Linked DNA regions of Cricetulus griseus: region 1 is linked to region 2. The links are chromatin contacts, called in public Hi-C maps. All regions are on one chromosome and are shown on one strand. The core of a region is the stretch at or near the end of the contact, and the rest is flanking DNA. Distances in the headings are between cores, read along the strand shown. Region 1 has its middle 78 kb from the start of Pxylp1. Region 2 overlaps Rasa2 (ras GTPase-activating protein 2).

Region 1 (5,533 bases), core at 991-3,490, 210 kb after region 2:
ATTAAGGACATTTTAAAGCAAAGTCAGCTTTCTGTATCTCTGCAAATTCAAAAGTACAACTCAAACAAAGTTCAGTGCCACTCCTTGATCCATTCGTGCCACGATGCCAACAGTCAAGCTTAGTCACCATTTACATTAAATACTAATATATATCACTAAAATTCCTTCCCTTGGAAAGATGTAAACAAGGTCTGCCCCTCCTCCTAAAGTCCCAAAGACAAACCTAGATGGGATTCTGCCAAAGTTCACTCTGGGGAACCAATGAATTCATAGGCTTTCTGACAGAGCATGGGTGAGGGGTTACTTACAGGGGTATAGGTTCTCCTCCCCTAGAGGCCAAACCTGGCCTTAACCATCAGAGATGAGGGCTTCCCTGAAACTGTGTAGATGGAGCCTCCACCTTGGTCCTCCCAGGCCAATGTATTCTAGCCAATTCTAGAGGCCACATGTGATTAATGCAGAGTTGCATTTTACAACTGGATAATCAGGAGAGCCTCCCCACACTCCCAGGAAGGGATGTAAACAGTCAACAGGCCCAGTTTTTGTATGGGGGCCCAACCAAACTTAGCTCAGAGGATACCACACACCCAAAACTAGGGTTTGGGGGTTTTTTAAAATGCAAATAACATTATTATTGTGAAAACAGGGTCTTTCCCCCTCTTTTTTTGCCAGTGGGGATTTGAGACAGGGTTTCATGTGCCCTAGGCTGAGGTTGAACTTAGTATGCAGTTGGAGTTGACCTTGGAGGCTCCATTCTCCGGCCCTCAAAGCCCTTGTGCTGGGATTACATCCAGTTAATAAAACGAGCTTTGACTATGTAGATCCCCTAAAAGGATCTGAGAGACCTCCATAAGGTTTAAGGAATGGAGCAACATGGGATAATGTCAGTATGTCTGAGCAGTCTATTCTTCATGACTGACTACAAGACTGTGTCATACAACACACTGTCTCATAGAACACACCAATGACAGTTGAGTTAGGGACAGGTACAGGTGACTTAAAGAGTTTAGAAAAAAACCTAATCACTATAGGTTACATGGTCATGGACAGGGGTTGTCACACAGGCTCCCTCTCACAACTTGGGCCTTAAGTTAGATTCAGCCACTGGTTGGCCACTCCCACAAGCTCTGAGCCCTCATTGCCCCAGCATATCCTATAGGCAGGACAAAGTGGGTAGAAGGTTTTGTGGTGGGTTGATGGCAGGTTCAGGCTCCATATCCTCCTTTAGTAGGAGTCCTCATTAGTCACCCTCATAGGTTCCAGAAGTTTCCACTGCACTGTTTCCACACCACCCATGCCCTAAATAACCCCCCCCCCATTCTAGTCATCTCTCTCAGGACTCTCTCCCTCTGTCTCCCAATCCCCCACCTGATCCCTCCTGTTTCCACCCAGATCTGCTCCAAGTCTACATGCAAAATCTGCTCTATGTCCCCTTCCCAGAGGCTGCCTCATCCAGCCTTGATATGAGGGGTTATATCTTGTCAGGTCTTGTTATGCTGAGCTCGATTGATATCACTAGGAGGCCTCCTCTTATCAGAAGGGAAATGGAGGAACAGAGGATCTGGGGATGGGGCTGAGAAGAGTGGAGGGAGAGGAGAATTTGGTCTCCGAGTAGTATATGAAAGAAGAATAAATAAAAAGAAAAAAAAAGGGTGGGGTCGGGGAAGAAAACTATTCCAGGGTCCAGATAGGTTGGAGTCTGAGAAATGACACCTAGTGGAGGGTCTTCTCAAGAAGACCAACAACCTTCAGAATCCAGGTATTCACCGGTATTTGCTGATCGGGGCAGGGCCACTGGAAAATTATCTTCCACTGGAAAACAAGGTCAGTGGCCACGGATAATCCCCCTGTCGGTACTGTTTACACTTGTTCCTACAGCCTGCAGCCACAGCGGAAGCTGCAAGAGAACTGCGGAATTCACAGGTGACAGCCTACGGATTATGCCCAGAGGTTCGAGATTGTCACATCTTTTAAGAGGGAGCCTGGCTGGGCGTAAGGAGAACCAGGGACTATGCATGTACAGGTCTGTCTTCCAGAGACCTCAAGACCAGCAGGGAATATGGAACCGGCCTGAGCCGGTGGTAGAGCCTCGTCAGGCCATCCTAACAAAGCCGGGCTTTCTGTGACTCACATCCGACCCCTAGAGGTCAACATCCCGCAAAGGCCCCAGAGCAACCTCCCTGTTGCAAGGCTCTGCATTGGGCTTTTAACAAAAAGCAATCCTCTTGTAGGCGTGGTTGGGGAAGAGGGCGTAAAGCTTTCTGGGATATTCAGCCTTTGACAAGAGGCTTCTGGGAGATGTAGTTTCTATAGGTAACCTGTCCGCAGGCATATTTCTGTTTCTGTTTTTCCGGTTGAGGCTTCTATTGCTCCAGAACACTGGAAAAGGACGTGGGTTCCAGTTCCTGGTGGCGTCCTACCTGATGGATTCATAGCAGAAAATGCACTTATGATATATGCAACATAATACTACATATGTCTTTAAACAGACAAATAATACGCTACTGTGGGCTGCTTTGCTGTATTGTGCCTAACTCAGGTTCACACCTATGTATTTTTAAAAATGTCTTTATGAATTTTAAGAAGTCTGATATGCAACATGGTGGAGAAATGTCGGAATTTTTTTTCTGGTTATCAGATTTTAAAAAAAATGCAAACACATGTAATTCTTTATATGACAAAAGTAGTCAAAACCAAAATCAATTTGGAGGAAAAAAACCTTAAAACTTTTAGTGGGCTGATATTTTTTAATGGCTATATAATTCGTACTTTTATTAGTGACATCTGTGATCGAACTATAGATATGAATTTTTATAAATAATTTAAAAATACCTATGATAGTCATTATTGAAGCATAATGTCAGAATTCTTAAACTCAAAACATCTAATTGTATTATCTTCCCTTATCCTAGGCCAAAGTTTTAAAAAGAAAAACCAGATAATTTAAAGCATTCTAATGGCATATAAACATTTTTTTTTTTTTACTTTGGACATAACACTTTATAACAACCTATGAATTACCTTGTTTTTTTGTTTTTCGAGACAGGGTTTTTCTGTGCCACCACGTCTAGTTTACGAATTACTTCTTAAAATACAAGTGAGTTGTGAAAGTTTTACATAGTTACAAGAGGCTTTTAAAAACGAATCTTATGGGATTAATATGTAATTAAGTTAGCTATAGTTTAAATGTTGTTTAAATGATTCCCTGCATTATATATTCATTATATGTATGCCTGCGTGAGTTTATGTGCATTGTGTGTGTGCAGGAGCATTGGAGAGCCAGAAGAGGACATCAGATATCTGGGGCTGGAGTTGTGAACTTCCCTACCCTGGCTGTGGCCACTCATTGTTGGGTCCAGGATAAACTATCTCTTACTCCCTTTGAAGTGAGAACAGTGTTCTGCAGTGATGATGCAAGATACTTTACCAGGCTAGAGTAAAATTGTAACACTAACCTTTTTTGATACATGTGTGATCCCGTTACAAGCCTAACTTCTGGGCAGTAGCATGACTCAAGTGCTTTGTATTCTAAGCAGAGCCACTCTTTATAAAAAGGGAGTAAACACCAATCACAGGGGAAGTCCTACCGTTATGCTGTGGACAGTGGAAATAACTAAAACATTTTGTCTTGTCAATTGCCAAAGTTTCTGCAAAGTCCTAACTCTAAAATCTGCTCTTGTTGGTTGTGTTTTGTATTTTCCTTGAAAATTTTTTATAGCTATTATCTGTTGATATTCTACTACCAAAGAAGAGGAAGGAGGAGGGAGGAGGGGGAAGGGGAAAAGGAAGAGAAGGAGAAGAAGTAGTAGAAACCTCACCACTTTCAATTACGAAATTAGTTCATTTAACAGAGACCACAGGAGGCTGAACTTAAAGTTGACCTTTAATGAGAAAGATAAGGAAAGGCTTATCTTTTGTACAAAAGGCACAAAAATGGACCTGGAAACAAAGAGCCCTGTCCAATGCACAAAGAAGTGGGAATAGTGCCCAGGTAAACTTAACCTGATCGTCTTTCTCTCTAGACCTCCCAGTTGCTTAAATTTGGCTAGCAAAAAGGAACTTTTGACAATGGCTCCCCTACCCGACACAAATGGGATCTGACCAATATGAAAAAAATAAAAAATAAAAAAAGCAGTTTCCTGGTGACAAGGGACAATCAAAGCCAAATCCCAAGATGATTTATCAGATTGTCTTCAGAGAAAATGATTCCAAGATAAAGGTGGGAATTATCATCAAAGTGGAATTGTTTATGTCAATCCTTCCCAAAGTAACACTATCAGTCCCTTTTCTCTTGCTGTTATAAAACACCATAACCAAGGCATAAGGAGTCATGGCAACAAGAAGCAGGTGTGATAGCAGGAGCAGATATTTGGGGGCTCAGATCTGGAACCACAAGCAGGAAGCTGAGGGTAGTGAACTAAAGCCATAGGGGAATTTAAACTCTCAAAGCCCACCCCCAGTGACGCATTTCCTCCAGTAAGGCTGCACCTCCTAAACCTCCCTAACAACTCCACCAAATGGGGGCCTCATGTTCAAGTGCCTGAGACTGGGGGACATTTCGAAACTAGTCCAAATGAAGCAGAAGTAAAGATAATCTAAAGAAAGACACATGTGCCAGGCGTTGGTGGCGCACGCCTTTAATCCCAGCACTCGGGAGGCAGGAGCAGGCGGATCTCTGTGAGTTCGAGACCAGCCTGGTCTACAAGAGCTAGTTCCAGGACAGCCTCCAAAGCCACAGAGAAACCCTGTCTTGAAAAACCATTAAAAAAAAGAAAAAAGAAAAAAGAAAGACACATCCACTCTTCCCGTGGCTGCTGGGTTACTGTCAAGGGGCTGCTATACTGGGAGAAGGAAACACCTGAAGCCTGGTGCCAGCTAGAGAAAGAGTGTGTATCCTGAAAGGGATCTCACCAATTCCGATGACTTTTCAGAAGACTTTGTAGCAAGCACTGGGCCTGAGATGGGAAGGAGGGAATTATATGTGGGCCCACCTTCTACTATTGTCTAGTTGAGCCTAGTGCCCCTAGCAGCTGCCAACAAAGAGGTTACAGGAAAGAGAATCTTGGGGTTGGAGAGAAGGCTCATCAGTTAAGAACACTTGCTGTCCTTGCAGAGGGCCTATGTTTGGTTTCTAGCATCCATATGGTGGCTTGCAACACCTGCAACTCCTATTGCAGGTTATTTGATGCATTTTTCTGGCCTCCACAGGCATGTAGATAGACAAACATATACTCAGGCTTGCACACATACACATAGAATAAATTTTTTTTTTTGAGACAGGGTTTCTCTGTGTAGCTTTGGAACCTGTCCTGGAACTAGCTCTTGTAGATCAGGCTGGTCTGGAACTCACAGAGATCCGTCTGCCTCTGCCTCCCAAATGCTGGGATTAAAGGCTCAAGCCACCACTGCCAGGCAAATAAAACTTTAAAAAAAAAAAAAAAAAAAAAAGGAACCTCACGAATGGTTATACAACACTAGCTTCATGTAGGTAAGAACATAGTGTCAGAATCCAGCGCTGGTTTGCAGTAATCCC
Region 2 (5,691 bases), core at 922-3,421:
TAAAGACAGATGGAGTCTCTGGGGCTCACTGACCAGCCAGTCTGATTAATCAGGGAGCTCCAGGTTCTGAAATCCTTTCTCCAAAATATATGAAGATCAACTGATGAAGATCCCAGTGTCGAGCTCCATTCTTTGCATGGGCACCTACGTGTTTACGTAACCACATCAACAAGCACTCCCCCCAACACAGGATATGGTAATTTGAGAACGGCATGTTTCTACATACTCAGTTGAACACCAATCTAGGAAAAGACACTGGCAAAGATACAAAAAGGGACAGGATACAATAGTTTTTAAGGACTATACAGACAAAAAGCTTTACATTGAAATAAGTATGAAATTTAATCAATGAACATTAAGTTTATTAGTATCAATTTAGTATCAATACTAGAGCCATGAAAAGGTCAAATAACACACTCTAGTCAATACTAAGCTCCCAGAGTTCATCTTTGGCTCACTGCAACAGTTGTCTTCTTACCAGGCTTGATGAGAGGAATCATTTCTTAACACATTCACAGGAACCTTAATTTCACCCAGGAAAACATCTTGGACTAGGTTTTCATTATTCCACAAATCAATCCTGAAAACAGAAAATCTAGCTTTAGTCTTTGAGAACCACGCTGAATAGCTTCAAGTGATTTTGATGTATATTGTAGCATTAATTTAACATGCTTAAAAGAGATGTTAGCATTGTCATATATCTCATTATCCAGACTTTGAAAGCAAAGTACTACAGTGACTTTTACTGAAAAACCACAATTTAAATTCTAAATTACATTCCTATTCATTAATTTGGGGGAGGGGCACATGCCACTGTGCACACGTGAAGCTTAGGGGAGTTGGTATTTTCCTTCCATCATGTGGGACCCAGGGACAGAACTCAGGTAGAATGGCTTGGCAGCAAGTGCCTTAACAGCTTAGCTATCTCCCTGGCCAAATTCTGAATAGTCTTCAAGGAGAAACTTCATTTTTTAAGTTTGAAAGTTTAGTTTATTTTTTTTTTAAATCTGTATCAATAAGGACAAAATGGCTACTGAATTTGAAAAAAAACAATATAAGACTACAGTTTCTCTTTTGAAGATAATTAATGTATAAAGATTGGTGACTTAGAAAAATACTGCCTACCACTGTGAACACATGATTAATGTGCCTTTTAGATAGCACGCTGTTAACACCACACCTACACATGCATTTGCAAAAGTTTCCTTTCCAAAACAGCATAGATATTTAAGACCTAGGAAATATCACAAACTTCAAACCCATGCACCTGTGGAGTTATCACCTTACCTCACTGAAATTTCTGATAGTCAGCAGATATGTTAAGAAGAATAAAAAAATTATTTCTAAATATAATTGTCTTTCCATTCATTATATTATAATCCAGATAGTTAAGGAACAATTAAATTAAGGGGAAATGAAAAAGAAAATAGGTGAAATTAGGTTGTCTTTGCTCACACAAGAAATATACTTTGGTATTTCTGGAAAGAAATCAGATTTTTAAAAGACAGTTTGGACTAAATTAGATGCCTGTTCCTCTAAGTTTCATCTATCAACCTGCTACAGAGAATTCTATCAAAGTTCACACAGGGGAAAAAAAAATCAATTCTCAAGGAAAACCACAAGGTACACACCTGATTTCCAATTTTTCAATGTCCTCTTCTTCTACCTGGAACTGGGACTTCCTGGTATAACTACTGGATCTGGTTACCTATAAACAAAATATTTTAGTAAAAATATTTTAAAGTATCTTTTTTTCCATCATGAGTTTAAAAATGACAATTCCCAAAATATTCAATTATCAATACAAAAAGAGTCAAGTGTGGAAGTAATATTCCAAAGCATTGAAAGTACACTAACAAGGCACCAGAAAGCTAAGGAAGGGTGGCATAAAAATCACAGGCATCTTTGCCTCTATGCCACTTCTACCAGTTCTACTTGCAGCAGTATCTGGGTCCCTGGTTTACAGGTGTCTTCAGTGACACAAAGAGGAAAAACACCGTGTTCAAAGAGCTCACTTCTAAAAGCACCTTACAGTCTTTCCCACCTTTCTCAAAGTACACCACCCCACTCTTATTTCCTTCTCACATTTTTACTGAAAATATCAAGGCCACTGGGCAGGAACTTCCTCAACTGCCACCCAGCTGAACACCCACTTCCTACCCTCAGGCCTCTCTCTACTCGAGTTTTTTTTTAAGAGATGATTCAATACTACCTCCCCCAAGCCAGCTCCTTCCCCCCAGTGTATTTAAGTGTGTTCTGTAAGCATTTGATCTATCTTAATTACAGCTTTCCTTACCAGTTTGATCACTCCATTCTAGTCTAACAAAAATTTTCCTTCTAAATCACAGTCCTCCTGTCTCTTTTCTTTTTCAGACAGTAACATTAAAACTAATTCATCCCAGAACCAGTACTTCCTCACCACCCACTCAGGACAGTAACCACTTTATCACCAGCTTCCTTACAGATCACCCTTGTAAAATCTATCTTCATCGCCATATCTGTAGTCAACTCCTACTCCTTACTGTTCTTGGCCTCTCCCTCTGACCTATTCCCAGAAGAGCTCTTTGCTTTGAGTTTACCTGAGGAATATCCTGCCGCCTCTTTTCTACACAGGTGGCATTCTGTTTTATTTTGTTCTAAAAACAACTTAGAGCTACACCGTGTTGCCTAGTTTACAAAGTGCTATCACGTTCATCACCTCTTTGACTTGTCAGAATGTTGCTTTAAGGCAAGCAGGGCTAGATTTATTATCTGGTCTTAAAAATAAGGAAGCTATAGAACAAAAATTAAGTGGCATGTTCCAAACTGAATAGTTAGCGCAGAGCATCTTTGGATTTCTTCTCTGTTGCATCTCTTCACTCCCTTGGCTTTCCTGACTCAGTGACAAATCTTATATTGTGATCTACAGTTATCACCTATCATATTTCAGTCATAAACTGTCCTGTTAACAAATTTTATTTGTTTTCTGAGACAAGGTGGTCCAAGGCTCACTGTGTAGTTCAGACTGGCCTTGAAATTCTGATCTTTCTGCCTCCACCTGCCAAGGATTGGGATCATAAGCATATACCACATCTGATACCTGGTGGAGGATTTTGATTTTCCCTTTTCCTCCTTTAACCAATTATCTTGACCTGCAGTATCTCTCTTCTCTGCCCCTCACTCAGCTGTCTGTTTGAACACTGAAACCATAAGTTTTTAGTCACCTGCTAACATATCACAGTTACCTCTTTCTATCAAGGATAGAATATCAAGGATATTCCATTAACTACAATTAAAGCCTGGGGCTCACTCACCAGCTTATCCCATCTTTCTACTTTTTTTTTTTTGGTAAAATAACCTAATGTTGATTGGTGTTTTGCTTGTCTGCATGAGGGTGTCAGAAGCCCTGGAACTGGTACGGGCAGATGCGAGCTGCCATGTGGGTGCTGGGAACTGAACTCATGAGCTCTCTCTCCAGACCCCTTCTTCCTATTCTTTTTTTTTTTTTTTCATCCTTCTATTCTTAATTCTGGTTATTTTCTTATTAAACTTGGTTAAACCATTACTCAGATGTTCTTTGGGCATAACTTTCAGTTTTCCTGAGTCTGTACCCAAAATGTTCTTTCTCTGTAATATTCTCTCTGTTCTCCTTTAGGAAAATATAGTCTTTCTTTGGATTGTTTTGACCCTGAGCTCAAGCAGTATGTGTTGCACGCTATAGCTGTTTGCATGTACATATGCATGTGTTTCCTTATATCTTGCTCTGGTTTTGCCAAACATATCTTTCTTTATAACCTGTCTAACAAAGGGCTCAATAGCAGGTAAACTGGTATGGTGAACAGTTCAGACCCTGACTTTCAAAAAGTTACCTGCTTGTTATGAGGTCCTATTCATAATGAATTCCAGCCCATTTGAGGTGTGAACTATGAGCAAGAGTGAGTGAATAGGGAAGCAGCTTTTAAAATTGTCATCTTCTTCATGTTCTCATGGTAAGGCATAAGGGGCATTAATAAATGTAGAAAACTGTACCAAGTCCTCCAGGAAAGGAAGCCTCTTGCATTAGTATGCTTTCCTTTTCCTTTCCTTCCAACCTCCCCCCCACCCCCAGTCTCTTACTTCACTTTTGTATTTTCTTACAGTAATCAGGCATGAGTAGGGGTATTCTGATGCCCTCCCCAAAACAGAAGAAAAATACAAAAGAAAAACTTCAAGATGTAACTACCTACAAATTGTTCTCACATATTAAATCAATTGTAATTCATTCTGTTATTACACAGTCTTTTTACAGATTTTGATTTTTACATTTTTCTATAGTCTTCAATTAATATAAAAAAGGATTGATTAAATACTTCAAAGAATTCCACAGCACTGTATTTGGGACAATTTCAAGGCAGCTGAAGATGTACCTTGGTGGTTTAGTGGTTAGGACTTGCTCAAGGCAACTGAAGATCTTCATGAACAAGATATATCTACAGAGTAAATTAATGAAAGGTGTAATCATGAAATGCTCCCTACTCTCAAAGGAGTCTTGTATTTGGTACATTTGCTAATGTTTTCCCTCAAAAAACTGCCCTTTCACTGGGTATGAAATACAGGATTCATGTTTATTTCATCATTCAAATCAACTGGGAAAAGATTTCAGATCATCTGAGTGGTAATGCTTGTTGTCCTAGAGGTCTTAGAAGAGTCACCATGGACTGGAGAGTGTGGGAACAGTCTGGAAGAGGCTGTGCGGAGGAGGACTACAGGGTGGGTGTGACTCTGCCCTCCCCACTTCCAAACCAGCCAGAGCTACGTGTGTTACATCATGATTCTACTGTTTTCTGGACAGAAATTATTAGTTACATTAACTGGTAAAATAATTACTATGGCCATGGTTGACAAAATTAAATCAACTAGAATTCTAGATTAAATATTAATATTTATACAAAACAAGAAATTACCTCAAAATAAAAGATTTCATTAAACTGCGGATTGCTTGTTTTCTTCTTTACTTTTGTCTTCTTTTGGTCATTCCTGTTCCAATGTGGTAGAGTTTTACCTTGTAGAACTTAATAGTACACAATTATAAAACAAGCTATTTCCAACCAGGAAGCCTGACCTTTTTCTAAATGTTAGGATGACTGAGAGAGGACAATAAATTAGATATTGTGTGAGGGGGAAAAAAGCCAGTGTCCTCACAAACTCAAATCCAACAATATCCGTACATAGGATGCAAGTTTTATGTATGCATACACGCCAAGATTGGATTATTGTCTCCAGGGCTGTGAGAGGCTAATTCCCACGTTCTCTTTTAGAGTTTTCAACACATCCTACTACCAGAGAGAGTGATGAAAAGAAAGGTAGTGACACTCAAAGTGCCTTCACTGATACTGAAAACATCTGGGGAACATGAAGTGTCTCTTAACTCCCTTTACTTCTGGGTTATAACCAAGAACAGTGACTTAAACTGCTAATTGCCAGTGGATATACACATTCTGAGGCAGTTATAAATAAATGTTCAGGGAGTCTTGTATCTTTAGCCAGAATCAACCAATGTGAAAGTCTTGTGTGATTACATAGCAAAATCAACTGTGATCTAAAAAAAAAAAAAAAAGTTTCTACTAAATGTTACTTCAAAAGTTCCATTAAAAAATGTGTTCATTCGTGAGAAGCCAGAGGGTAGTGGCAGCAGTGCACTCCTTTAATACCAGCACTCAGGAGGCAGAGGCA

The links. Hi-C and Micro-C count contacts between places; a contact is called where the count stands out from the background.
Region 1: a contact with region 2 is called in a Hi-C map of liver, with 5 times the contacts expected there. The contact joins two enhancer-like sites. A contact is called at or near these places in 6 of 8 Hi-C or Micro-C datasets (the CHK-Q cell line, the CHL-YN cell line, the CHO-K1 cell line and 2 more).

Annotation. Positions count from the first base shown.
Region 1 is chr4:205,388,386-205,393,918 of CriGri-PICRH-1.0, forward strand. No RefSeq gene overlaps it. Among named protein-coding and RNA genes, the nearest start is that of Pxylp1, 78 kb to the right of the region's middle. Within about 2 kb of position 2,241, at least 4 of the 6 cell types and tissues checked have open chromatin away from gene starts, as enhancers often do.
Region 2 is chr4:205,175,735-205,181,425 of CriGri-PICRH-1.0, forward strand. Rasa2 (ras GTPase-activating protein 2) reads right to left here. Exons shown (of 24, transcript XM_027410908.2): 7 at 4,923-4,995; 8 at 1,632-1,708; 9 at 479-580. Among named protein-coding and RNA genes, the nearest start is that of Rasa2, 48 kb to the right of the region's middle. Within about 2 kb of position 2,172, at least 1 of the 6 cell types and tissues checked has open chromatin away from gene starts, as enhancers often do.